Regions from separate parts of the Capsicum annuum genome. Here region 2 is linked to region 1. The links are chromatin contacts, called in public Hi-C maps. All regions are on one chromosome and are shown on one strand. Each heading gives the region's core, a stretch centred on a gene start, on an enhancer-like site or on the middle of the called end of the contact. The rest is flanking DNA. Distances are from core to core; before and after follow the strand shown.

Evidence for each region. Hi-C and Micro-C count contacts between places; a contact is called where the count stands out from the background.
Region 2: a Hi-C map of leaf shows a contact between it and region 1, with 2.0 times the contacts expected there. The contact joins the promoter of LOC107848278 here to the promoter of LOC107847712 in region 1. A contact is called at or near these places in 2 of 5 Hi-C or Micro-C datasets (bud and leaf).

What each region holds. Positions count from the first base shown.
Region 1 is chr11:83,930,561-83,937,965 of UCD10Xv1.1, forward strand. LOC107847712 (putative multidrug resistance protein) reads left to right here and starts at 4,293. Exons shown (of 12, transcript XM_016692141.2): 1 at 4,293-4,513; 2 at 4,515-4,622; 3 at 5,155-5,695; 4 at 5,794-5,999; 5 at 6,001-6,237; 6 at 6,239-6,396; 7 at 6,399-7,150; 8 at 7,152-7,405. The coding sequence starts at 4,293.
Region 2 is chr11:84,246,072-84,252,758 of UCD10Xv1.1, forward strand. It overlaps LOC107848278 (protein JINGUBANG), which reads left to right and starts at 2,680. Exons shown (of 1, transcript XM_016693004.2): 1 at 2,680-4,383. The coding sequence starts at 2,967. The coding sequence ends at 4,268.

The DNA of each region.
Region 1 (7,405 bases), core at 3,043-5,542:
ACATGATACTTCGAGGCATTCCCCGGTGAATAAATACAATTTCTTCGGGGCATTCTCCGGCAAATGAATACAATTTTGATTTCATGAGATAAGCTAGAAAACATTCAACACACTCAACATTCCATGCATTCAACCAAACATCATTCCTAAATTTTGCCTACCCAAACCTACATGTGCCTATCCGTTTCAACATGTCATAATTCGATCACGTTCCAACAATATTCATACTTATTTCGAATTAAAAAATAAACCAAAATTAATCTAAATTCACCCTTTCTATCATTTTCTCAATTCCACCCTGAACAACCAATTTTACTTCTCAACGAGATATCATTTCACCATAAAAACCATGATCAAGGGAACCAACGACAAATAAAAATACACACACCTTCATCATCACCAAGGATCAAACAACACATGATATTCAATTCAACAAAATACGAAATTCAATCCAACACACCAAATATAGTAAACGATGAAATAAACACAGGAAAAGAGTATAATTGGACTTTGATTTTTATTTCAATCCGCCAAAGTATTTGATTAAAGCTCCGACCGGAATGCCTCAAACGACAAAGCCTTAACCCCAAATAAAATCAACTCGATATTAAGAAATAGCAAATGGACAGATCAGATTCTCGCAAACCCAACCCTATTTTTACTTAGTTTCGACGAATATCACCAAAATCAGACCATAAACAGTCGGTTCCAATCGATTTTGGGCTCCTTTTTGCAAATTCCATCGACCTCTCACTGTATTTTCGATATCTCTTATTTTCTCACTGTTTCTTCGATCTCTCCTTCATTTTCTCGTTGTTTCTCTGATCTCTTCCTCGTTTTCTCATTGTTTCTCCAATCTCTCCCCTCTCTACGCCATTTTTATGTTTATAAAGCTCTCTTATCTCTTTTTCATGAGTTTGGAATATGTGTTTTGTGAGAGATGCGTGTGTGCATATGGTATTCTGTGAAAGTGTACTAAGAAAAAGAAGAAGAAGAAAAGAATAAGAAATAGAGTGTTCAAAAAATGGCGTGAGCTCTTTTTCTGTGTGTAGTGTCTATGAAAGATATGTGTGTGTAGGTATGGAGAGAATGTGTGTGTCCTCTTTCTGTGATGTGAAAAATTGTGTGAAGATAAAAATAGAGTGTTCTGTGTATGGATGTGCGTATGTTAATCCATTTGTCCGAACCCCCCTAGTGATATCGTGTACTATGTATACATACGTGTATGGAATTATGTAGAAAAGTGATGGTGAGATTTTGGTGTAGGTCCCTCAGTACATTCTCCATATCTGTGTATTGTATTGTTCAGTATAGACTCTCAAAAGAAAAAAGAAAAATGTGATCTACGGGTGGGGGGTAAATGGGGTATAGGGGTAGGGGTTGGGTGAGAGGTGTGAGTTGGTTGAGATAAAATTTGTTAGGGAGTTTGTTACTTTGTCATTTTGTGGAGGGATAATTACATGGGTGAGGGTGTATGATAATTTAAGGTAAAAATGGATGAATTAGGCTTCGGGAGGGACAAAATTACGTGTCTACATCATGCCCCCTTTGGATGTAAACACAAGGTGTTTTCATACAAAGAAGTAGATAACGGGATAGAATTTTATCCCGGTCATTATTCAAAATGAGGGAACAAAAGCAAGGAGGGCCACCGAGTCTACATCAGGATATCCTATCTACCCAAGTTATGAAGGAAACCAGTCACAAATACCTCTAAGGGGAGGAGAAGGACTATACCGAGTTGGGGCATCGATTGAGGTTTCGGTCTGGCTTTTCTGGCATGTTAAGCTTCTTGATAAGAAATTTTAGCAGTCCACTTAACTTAACTGTTGGCTCAAGAGTATAGCAATGATCATCAAGAGTATTGAACATAGATTCACTAGAGGATTGGGGAAGCACAATTCTTGGATTGATAGCCAAAGTAGAAGCCTTAGTAGAAGGTTGAGCAACAAAAGCACAGACGGGTTGTGGTGCTATGAATATGGTAGGCTTATACTGAGGAGCTAAGGAATGAGTGGTGAAAGTATTGGGGTGCATTTGACGTGGAATGAATTTTGTGGCATGCTGTGATGCATCAACAATAGTAGGAAACTGACTTTGCAATTTTGGTAGAAGACTCAAGTATTTGCAGGATCAATAGTGGGGAATGGAGGAGGAGGCAACCCATTGACTCAAGCTCGATACATTTACATTATTTGTTGTCTTAGTCTCAAATTCTCTTCCTTTAAACTCTCAATTTCTTGACTCTTTGTTTGATCCATGAGGTCACTCTCTATATCCTTGTTGGACACAGCTAAACTTTCTTCAAATTTGGCGTGATGTGGAGGACTAGCCAAAATGCCACAAACTAACCACCTTAAACTAACTGAACAAGAGATAACAAACGTGTTAGAATTCAACACTTTCTCAAAATCTTTTTTGGTTTTTCTTTTTGTTTGGAAAAGATCACCGAACCCAAGAAGGGCACCTACGTATCTCACTCCCAAGAGAGGAGAATCAGGTGTGCGTAATTCGTGAAGTCTTGCCAAAAATGACCGATTAAACTCTTTTTCTTTTTATTTTTTGAAACATTACGAAGAAAAGAAAATAACAAATTGTCAAAAGAATTAACAAAAATCTTTTAAAATTTTTCAACTTTAACATCCTATACAAAATGAAACCTATGATTATCAAAGAAAAATCTTTTTGAGTTTTCAATTTTGAATTTCATATGAAAATGAAACTTGAAACTATTAAAGGAAAATCTCTTTTGTAGTTTTCTTTTAAAAATATATATGACACCTATTCAAAATGAAAAGTGAAGAAAATTTTTTTGGATTTTTCAGATTTCTATACAAAATGAAACCTATGATTATCAAAGAAAAATCTTTTTGGATTTTCAACTTTGAATTTCATACGAAAATGAAACTTGAAACTATTAAAGAAAAATCTTTTTGTGGTTTTCTTTTAGAGATGTATATGACACCTACTCTAATAAAGAGTGAAGAAAATCTTTTTGAATTTTTCAAATAAGATTCCCGAACCCACAATAGGTTGCCTACGTATCTCATTCCCGGGAGAGGAGAATCAGTGGTGCGTAGTTCGTCCAGATTGAACAATTAAAGATTAAAGAACCGACTGATCTTAACTTAAGACAAACGACTAAAGACAGACGATGAAAACCGTTAATAAAATCTTTTGGGGGTTTTAATTTAACACATCACATAAAACTGACACCAATAACTATGAATGAATTTTTTTTTTGATATTTTCGTTATATCTAGCACACTAAATATAATAAATAATGAAATAAAAAGAGAAAAAAGTAGAATTGAACCTCAATTTTTATTTCAATCCGCCAAAGCATTTGGTTAGAACTCCGATCAGAATGCCTTGAAGGACAAAGCCTCAACCCCGAACAAAATCAACTCATATTGAGAAATAGCAAACGGACAGATCAAATTCTCGCAAACCCTACCCTGTTTTCACCCGTTCTGGCGAATATCACTGGAATCAGACCCTAAACAGTCGGTTCCAGTTTATTTGGGTCTACTTTTTGCAAATTTCATCGACCTCTCACTGTATTCTCGATCTCTCTTTCGTTTTCTCGCTGTTTCTCTGATCTCTCCCTCGTTTTCTCGTTGTTTCTCCGATCTCTCCCCTCTCTACGCTATTTTTGTGTTTATAAAGCTCTCCTATCTCTTTTCTGTGAGTATGGATGATGTGTTTTGTGAGAGATGCATGTTTGCGTGTGGTCTTCTGTGAGAGTGTGCAAAGAAGAAGAAGAAAAGGAGAGGAAATGGAGTTTCAAAAAATGGCGTGAGCTCTTTTTCTGTGTGTATTGTCTATGGAAGATATGTGTGTACAGGTATGGAGAGAATGTGCGTCCTCTTTCTGTGATGTGAAGAATTGTGTGAAGATGAAAATGGAGTGTTCTATGTATGTGGAATTTTGTATGGGTGTGTGTATTTTAATCCATCTGTCCGAATCCCCCTAGTGGGTATCGTATGTTGTGTATATATGCGTGTATGGAATTGTGTAGAAGAGTGATGGTGATTTTTTGGTGTGGGTCCCTTAGTCCATTCTCCCTATCTGTGTATTGTATTGTTCTGTATATATACTCTCAAAAGGAAAAAGGAAAATGTGATCCAGGGGTGGGGGTAACTGGTAAGTGGGGTATAAGGGTAGGGGGTTGGGTGAGGGGTTTGAGTTGGTTGAGATAAAATTTGTCAGGGAGTTTGTTTTTTTTTAATTTTGTGGAGGGATAATTACATGGATGAGGGTGTATGATAACGTGAGGTAAAAATGGATGAATTGGGCTTCGGAAGGAACAAAATTACGTGTCTACAAAGGATGCCTATGGAGTTGTAGGGAGTATAGCTGAACAAGCAATTTCATTGATTCGTACAGTTAATTCTTACGTTGGAGAAAATGAAATGGTAAAAATATTTTGCAATGCTCTTGATGAAAGTTTGAAACTTGGTGTGAAGCAAGGACTTACTTAGGGATTGTTGTTAGGAAGTATGGGAATGATTTGTGTCGTGGGCATTTCAATCATCGGCAGGAATTGTCCTTGTTGCTAATAGAGGAGAAAGTGGTGGCCCTGTTTTCATATCATCTCTTTGTGTTGTTCTTGGAGGATTGTAAGTCTCATTTAATTCCCCCCTCATACTACTTGAGACTTAATTTTAATAGCAGAACTATAAAATTACTTCTTATCACATTAAAATAACTGTACTTTGTAATCGTAAAGTCACTAATTTACTTGCTCTAGCAGGTTAGTCACCTTGATGGATAGGTTTTGTGCTCAAAGTGAAAAAAGTAGAGTGCCTCTAGCAGATAAATTTCAGTTACTTTAATGTGACAAGAAATAATTTGACTCGAGTAATTTTACTGTTCGGGTGGACAAAGTTTATTTTGCTGTAATATGACAAAAGAAGGTCAGTAGATTGATAAAGTTCATGTGAAAATTACATTCACTCCTTTAGCCAGAATATGAGCAGAGAGCTAGAGAGCTTCAATGCACTGGGCTGCCTCTCTTTTTAAAAAATAAAGAACATAAATCTTTATTTAGTTCGTTTGTATTTAATTGAAAATGAGATAAGTTTAAACAAGATATGATAGTGATTGCAACAAATTTTGATATTGCCAAGGGTTTATTTTTTGTGATTATAGGTCATGTATGAGTGCACTTCCGAATATCTAATTCATCACAGAGGCAACAATTACTGCTGCAAGAATTTTCGAACTAATCGATCGTGTTCCTCAAATAGATTCTGAAGATGGTAAAGGGAAACTTCTAGCATATATAAGAGGAGATATCGAGTTTAAGGAGCTAACTTTTAGCTATCCATCAAGACCAGATATCCTGGTCCTCTGTGATTTTAGTCTTAAAGTGAAAGCTGGAAGGACAGTAGCAATTGTGGGAGGCAGTGGTTCTGGAAAGTCCACTGTCATTTCTTTGCTAGAAAGGTTTTATGATCTAATCAAAAGAGATATCTTATTTGATGGACATAAAATAAAAAAACTGCAGTTTAAATGGTTGAGATCTCAGATGGGGTTCGTAAATCAGGAGCCTGTTCTATTTGCTACATCCATCAAGGGAAATATACTCTTCGGGAAATAAGGAGCATCAGTGAAAATGGTTGTTCAAGCTGCTAAGGCTGCAAACATGCATGAATTTATAGCCTCATTACCTGATGGATATGATACTCGTGTAAGTCATCTTTCTCTTGTTCTTTTGGAAACATATGTTGCTATCTGTTGTTTTTTTCCTCCTCGGTTTAATTTGACAAAGTTCCAAATGGATTTTAGGTGGGACAATTTGGTTTTCAATTATCGGGAGGACAGAAGCAAAGGATTGCTATAGAAAGGGTATTGATTAAGGACCCAAAAATTCTCTTACTTGATGAGGCTATAAGCTCTCTGGATACACAATCAGAAAGAATTGTTCAAGAGGCCCTAGACCATGCTTCACAAGAAAGGACAACAATCATCATTGCCTATTGCCCCAGTACAATACACGGCTGACAAAATTGTAGTCCTTGAGTCAGGGAGAATAGTTGAATCTGGTTCTCATGATGATCTAATGAGTAAGACTGATGAAGAAAGTGGGGTTTACTATAAAATGGTCAAATTGCAGCAATCAACAACAAATTGTGAAGGGCTATCTAGTCTGTTCCTTCCAAAAGAGGCCAGAAGTTACACAAGGAGGAGTTATAATATGCCTGTCCCCTCATGTTTCTATGTCAAGTTGGCAAAATAGTCCTGCCTCACCGTTTAGACCAACAATAAGTGTTAGTTATGCTCCCTCCATTCATACATGCTCTTATTATGATAGTGACGGTGAATATTTACAGAATTTCTCTCATCCAAGTCCCTCAACTTGGCATTTGCTCCAGATGAATGCACCAGAGTGTAAGCGTTATTGGGATGTTTAGGAGGTATTACCTTTGGTGTACTTCAAACACTTTATGCATTTTTCTTGGGATCAGTTGTATCAGTGTATACATCAAATGACAGTTCAAAGATAAAGTCAGAGATCAAAATTTACAGCAGTCTTTTAGGTTTGACTAGTTCCATTGCCAATCTACTCCAACATTACAATTTTTCTAAAATGGGAGAGAAACTGACCAAAAAAGTCAGAGAAAAGGTGCTTTCGAACTTGCTCACATTTGAGGTGGGCTGGTTTGATCAAAACCAGAACACGCGTGCAGTAGTTTGTGCAAGGTTCTCCACCGAAGCCCGTATGGTTCGATCCCTTGTTAGTGACCGTATGTCATTGCTATTACAGGTTTCTGTCAGTGCTTTGATTACTTTTGTGCTTGCATTAATTGTCGCATGGAGAGTTGCCATTGCACTGATATCTATACAACCTTTACTCATAGCAAGCTTCTACTGGCGAAGTGTTCTGATGAAAACAATATCGGAAAGATCCCAAAAGGCACAGAGTGAAGGAAGCCAGCTAGCAAGTGCAGCACTGATCAATCATAGGACTATCACAGCCTTCTCTTCTCAAGATAGAATACTGGACCTATTTGCTGAAACTCCGAAAGGCCCCCGAATAGAAAATATTCGACATTCATTGCTTTCTGGTGCTGGCTTGTTTTGCTCTTAGTTTCTAGCTACAGCTGCCATTGCCTTAACATATTGGTATGTGGGAAGACTAATGAACAGAAACTCAACTCACCTCAAAGCACCTATTTCAAGTTTTCTTCCTTCTGATGAGTACTGGGAAAAATATCACAGATACTGGAAGTATAACTTCTGATTTGGCAAGAGGTAGCAGTGCAGTTGCATCTGTATTTGCTACCTTAGATGGCAAGACTGAGATTGAACCCGAGAGTCCTGAAGGGCTTAAAGCCACAAAGGTATCAAAAGGAAAAATAGAGCTGAAGAATGTCTTCTTTTATTATCTGTCTAGGCC
Region 2 (6,687 bases), core at 1,430-3,929, 310 kb after region 1:
TGCAATAACTATAGGGGGATTAAGTTATTGAGTCACTCTATGAAGATCTGGGAGAGAGTGGTCGAGGTGAGGCTGAGACGGATAGTGTCTATTTCGGAAAACCAGTTCGGATTTATGCCCGGCCGCTCGACGACGGAGGCAATCCACCTGGTATGGAGGTTGGTGGAGCAGTATAGGGAAAAGAAGAAGGATCTGCACATGGTGTTTATCGACCTGGAAAAGGCTTACGACAAAGTCCCCAGGGAGGTGCTTTGGAGATGCTTGGAGGTGAGTGGAGTACCGCAGGCATATATCAGAGTAATTAAGGATATGTATGAGGGAGCGAAAACCCAGGTGAGGACGACGGGAGGAGACTCAGAGCATTTCACTGTCCTGACAGGATTGCATCAGAGATCTACTCTTAGTCCTTTTTTGTTTGCATTGGTGATGGATGTGTTGACGCGGCGTATTCAAGGGGAGATACCGTGGTGTATGCTTTTTGCAGACGATGTAGTTCTGATAGATGAGAATCGAGGGGGTATGAATGACAAATTAGAGGTGTGGAGGCAAACTCTTGAGTCTAAAGGGTTCAGGGTGAGCAGAAGCAAGACAGAGTATGTGGAATGCAAGTTTAATGACGTGAGGCGGGAGAATGAGGTAGTAGTGAAGCTGGAAGCACAGGAGGTATGTAAGAGGGATAAGTTCAAGTATCTTGGGTTCGTGATCCAGAGTAACGGTGAGATTGACGAGGATGTCTCGCACCGTATTGGGGCGGGATGGATGAAGTGGAAACTCGCGTCGGGGGTGCTGTGTGATAAGAATGTGCCGCCCAAGCTTAAAGGCAAATTCTACAGGGTGGTAGTCCGTCCGGCCTTGCTGTATGGAGCGGAGTGTTGGCCAGTTAAGAACTCCCACATCCAAAAAATGAAGGTGGCAGAAATGCGGATGTTGCGCTGGATGTGTGGACTAACTAGAGGGGATAGAGTTCGAAATGAGACTATCCGGGAGAAGGTTGGTGTGACTTCAGTGGAGTGCAAGATGCGGGAAGCACGATTAAGGTGGTTCGGACACGTGAAGAGGAGGGGCATGGATGCCCCGGTCCGTAGGTGTGAGATGCTAGCGTTGGATGGTTTTAGGCGGGGTAGGGGTAGGCCGAAGAAGTACTGGGGTGAGGTGATTAGGCGGGACATGGAACAGTTACAGCTCACCGAGGACATGACCCTAGATAGGAAGGTCTGGAAGACGCGAATTATGGCAGAGGATTAGGGCCAGTTTGGGTCGCTAGTGTAGGGAATTAAGTGGTGGGGGTTTTATTCCTGTTATGATCCGTGTCCCGTGTTCCATGTTTTATTATGAATCTGTGTGCTTTCCTCTGCTTTCCTCTGTTTTATATTACTTATGGGTGCCGTATTTATGTTATGTAATCTACTTCTGTGCTTTACTATGTGTTTGTGTGGTATCTCGTGCCTTGAGCCGGGGGTCTTTCGGAAACAGCCTTTCTACTTCATCAGAGGTAGAGGTATGGACTGCGTACATCTTACCCTCCCCAGACCCCACTAGGTGGGAATACACTGGGTTTGTTGTTGTTGTATTATCTCTTGCAGTCATATGTATTTTCAATTAAGGATGGAGTTAAATAAGGCTATTGGGTTCATTCGAATTCCCTTCCACAAAATAATAGATTGTTTACATAGAACTAAAAGTATTTTTATTTTTATATGATAAATGTTGAGTTTTTTTACTGCTTCGTATATTTACTTTTTTATATCTCAAAAATTTTAAGTGAAAATAGTGACTCCGTCACTACTTTCAATGCTCTAACTTTCTAAATATTATTAATTTTTAACCCAATAAATACTGTCACACGTGGAATTCTACAAGCAAATTTATAAAAATTATGCGGAACTAATTATATAAATCATATCTTAAAAATATATAATGCAGTAATTTAATTTTTTTACTTGCAATTTAGTGGACTAAAATTTATAATTGTTAACCTATTTTAAGATATTTATTTTTGTTAATTATCAAATAATCATATCAAAAAAATTATCGTTAAATCAAATAAATCATTATTATATTTATATTTATAATTTTAATTTATTTTTTTATATAATTTCAAATAAAGTCAAAAGTAGAAACGCACTAAAAAAAAAGTTGTTTATTTCAAGAGAATATGTCAGGCCTGAAATAAAAATAGGCATTAGAGCATATTATATTTTAAAGTTAAATAGGTAAATAAATTGTAATTTATAGATTTTATAAAATAAAAAAGTATAAAGTGTGATCACTATTATCGTTTTCAATTATACTTGATTAAAATTAATTATATTTTTAAAATTAATTAAATATATTTAAAATTGTAATATTGGGTTCGTAAAAGGACCCTTAATTATTTAAAAAGGGACAGTTCAGTGCACTAAAGTTATCGCTATGCACGGTGTCTGGGAAAAGACCCCACCACAAGGATGTATTGTACGCAATCTTATAAGGGTGTATTATACGCAACTTTACAAAGATATATTGTACGCAACCTTATTTTGCATTTCTGGCAGAGACTAACCCTTAGTTATCTAGTTAAGATAAAAAAGTAACATAAATTGGGGCTGGTCCGCACGGGCTTCAAAATCTAATACATTCATATGAGAGACTTTTGTAGAAGCTTTATTTAAATGTCTATGATTAACATGTTCAATTCATGAACCAAAATAAACTAGAATACTAATTAATTCAACTTTATCAATAAAATTTACAACTTGCAACTTGTTAAAATTAACTGATGACATTCTTTTTGAGCAAGAAAGTGGGCCAGAGTGGCAACTGGCAGGCAAGAAGATTAAAGAAAAAGAGAGAAAAAAAAAGAGGAAAAAGACAACCAGCCACAGCTCCCCTTAAGTCCAAGTCAATACTCATTATATATTTCTTCTTCTTTCTAAACCCAACACAGTTTATACATATTCTTTTCTTTTCACTGTATAGCCGGCAAAATGAAATTCCGATCTTGGACTTCAGTTTCCCCATCCGTTACCACCGCGGACGACCACCCTATTCCGCCACCAAAAGTGGTATTTTCCGATGATGCAAGTAACTTTTCCGATTTACATAGCAGTTCACCATCACTATTTTCTCAAGAAACCAATTCTTTTAGTAGTTTACAAAGCAATCTTTCTCTTTTAACTTTACCTTCTGTTCCTTCTCTTCAAGATCTCTCCCCTGGTACTCTAAACCTATCAATCTCCGCTCGCTGTGTAAATTCTCTTAATCCTAGAAATGCTCAGGTTAGTTTCCTTGCTATGCACAACAATCTCCTTTATGCTGCTTCTGCCAATGAAATCAACGTATTCGAACTCACAAATTTTACCCTTATCGATACTTTCAATAACAAAGACCCCTCTTCTGGTTCTGCAAAATCTGTTACCTTTCTCGATGGTAAAATCTTCACTGCCCATCAAGACTGTAAGATCAAGGTGTGGAAATTGACATCCATTAAGCAACATAAACTAATCAGAACTCTTCCAACGCTTGAAGACAGAATACGCAGATTCGCTTTTCCTAGCAGTTATACAAATGTGATAAGACACAAGAAAAAACTGTGGATTGAACACCATGATGCTGTTTCAGGGTTAGCAGTAAATGCAAACGAAAATTTGGTGTGCTCAGTTTCGTGGGATAGGTGTTTGAAACTTTGGAGAGGTTCGAATTTACGGTGTACTGAATCAGTTAAAGCGCATGACGATGCGATTAACGCCGTTGTTGTTGGAACAGATGGCACAATTTTTACAGGTTCTGCTGATAAAAGAATTCGTGTTTGGGGTAAACGAAATGAGGAAAGAAAATCGAAAATTGGATTAATTGCAACGTTAGAGAAGCATAAATCAGCGGTAAATGCATTGGCATTAAGTTCCGATGGTTCGATTTTATTTTCGGGCGCATGTGATCGGTCGATTTTGGTATGGGAAAGGGAAGACAGTGCGAACTACATGGTCGTGACGGGTGCATTGAGAGGACATACGAAAGCAATACTATGTTTGATCAACGTTAATGATTTGTTGTTCAGTGGATCAGCGGATCGAACGGTGAGGATTTGGACACGTGGGAATCAAGGACAGTTTGGTTGTTTAACAGTTCTTGATGGACATCGGACACCGGTGAGGTCATTGGTGGCGACGGTGGCGAAAAGCGGTGGAGCTGATGGTGGTGTTAAGTTGTTTAGTGGGAGCTTTGACGGAGAAATTAAAGTGTGGCAAATTGTGGTTTCTAGTTCTAGTGGCAGTCCTCTGATATCATGATATTTGTATTTTAATAAATTATTTGGGTGGAATGTAAGAAAACAAATTTTATGTACTTACACGTTAAATACCTTTTTTTTAAATTGCTTGAAATTTTATTTGGAATTTGGTGCTATCATTTTTTTCCAAGTTTCATTTGGGAAGGACTAACTATGAAGCAACTTGACTGGCAAATGTTCAAATCCTTTATATCTGAGTGTTCGTATAGTGTTTTATTTTACAATATAGCCAATGTTTGGAACACAATTCGGAACAAGAAAAATTCTCTTGGAAGTTACAATTTGGTACTTCCCGCCAAATACAGCTAGTACTATGGTGTCTCAGCCATCGGCAGAGCTCCTTCGTCCGTCGAACAATCACCCACAGGACCGGCATGCTTGCAGCCGTTCTCCGCAGAAAACTCCACCTACTCATGTGACACACATCTCTCAGCATAAGCTCCAGTCGGATGGTTATGCAGCTCGAATTTGAGAAGATCAATTGCATTGGGCTCAGGCGATCATCAGTCAAAGCTCAATCGAAAATGCATGGAAAGTTGGGAGAAGAGAAACAGAACTCAATTCAATTTGTATCAGCACTCAATCCGAAACAAGCTCAATCGGAGGTAGTACCAATCGAGAAGTTACATATGGCTCCAAATCAACCACAATCCATTCTGACTTGCTTAACATCTACTGATGGCGGTAAACTCCCTAATCCTTCTCTTCATCCATCTAGTGAGAAACCCGATGTGGTGAACCCCCCGGATTCGCTCAATAAGGGGCCTGCTGTGGATGTTCAGATATCCAAGACGGGGATTAGAGCTCCGGTACCTGTCGGGGCCTTAGGTGCTACTATGATGTAGACCAAATTTGGTCATGGAAATGAACCGCCTAATCCTAGGGTCACACATTCTTTGGCTACAAAATTGAGGGCTTAAGAGGCCATGAAAGCTGAACTTATTCAAATTGACCCCCTACGAATAACAACTAAGCAAGATTTCCTCGTGGTTGTGTTTAGATCGGAGGATTACAAAGTGAAATTAGCCCAGAGGTGTAGGTTTACCTTGATTGGGAAATTTGAAAACAGCATGCCCAAGATGGAGGTGGTTAGGGGACAGTTTCTTTTGCAAACGGAGTTAAAAGGGAAGGTCAAAATCACTCACTTCAACTTGAGGCATCTGCACATTGATTTGGACAACGAATATGATCACTTAACAGTTTGGTCAAAAGTGAAGATGTACATCCAAGGACTGCCGATGAGATTTCAGCTGTGGACTCCCACATTTAACCCTGAGGAAGAAACTCCATTAGTCTCTTTATGGGTTAGTTTGCCTGAGCTCCCATGGCACTGTTACTGTTTGGAGGTAGTGACATCTCTCTTATCCCCTATTGGCAAGGTATTATTTCTGGATCTGGCAACTTACAAAAAAATCAGGGGCAGTGTGGCTAAAGTCAAATTATAAATTGATCTCACCAGAGCAAGACCCCAACATGTGTGGCTGGGATATGATGATGATGAACATAGTGAAGGTAGATGACAAACCATTTTGTATGAAGAGGTTCCTGAGTATTGCTCTTATTACAAGCATCAAGGGCATGCTGCTAGATCTTGTGTAGTCAAAGGTAGAGATCAGGCTGCTAGGCAGAAACTGGTTCGTAATGAGGAACCACAAGGAGAGGGTAAACAGGAAGAAGATTCTCAAACATGCAGAAGAATGCAGGATACACCTGATGCCCTGCAGCAGCAGCATATAGATAAAGGAAAGGCTCCTACAATGAGTGGTAAAATCAGAAAAGGAGAGGTAGGGATAACCAAAGAATGATATTCAAGCCAAGGTCTCCAAATAAGCATACAGGGGTTCAACAAGATAATGCGGCTGCATCTACATCAAATTCATTTATAACTCTTCAACATAATATTGATTCCACCACTGTCTGTCCTGCCAACAATGAAAGGGATTCCAAGCCAATATCACAACAATCAAAAGAGTTTGATAATGCCAAGCATGATGATCAACAAGGAACTGATGTATGTGATAGGAGCTTTTTTCCGGATCTTCATATGGAGAAGGTTACAGAAATGCCTGGTGAGGGGGTAAGGTTACATGCAATGGTTCTAGAGGCTAAGATAGTGGATCCTGATCAGCTTCAAGTTCAACCTACTATAATGCTACAAGAGGTTTCCTGCAAGGATAATAAAGTGCTGCCTGGTGAGGGAATGGAAGTGAACTTTCATGTAATGTTACAAGAGACTACCTCTGGTTCTCAAGAGCAAGTGGTTCTTGAACAAGTACAAGATTCTTTTATCACTGAGACATATCTTCAGGAGCTTGATGATGAATACAGAGTAATACACTCTGAGGATGAAACAGATGAATGCAACTTGGGTTACTTGGAAAAGATAGATGAAAATGTTACTGATGTACTTGATCCAAGGG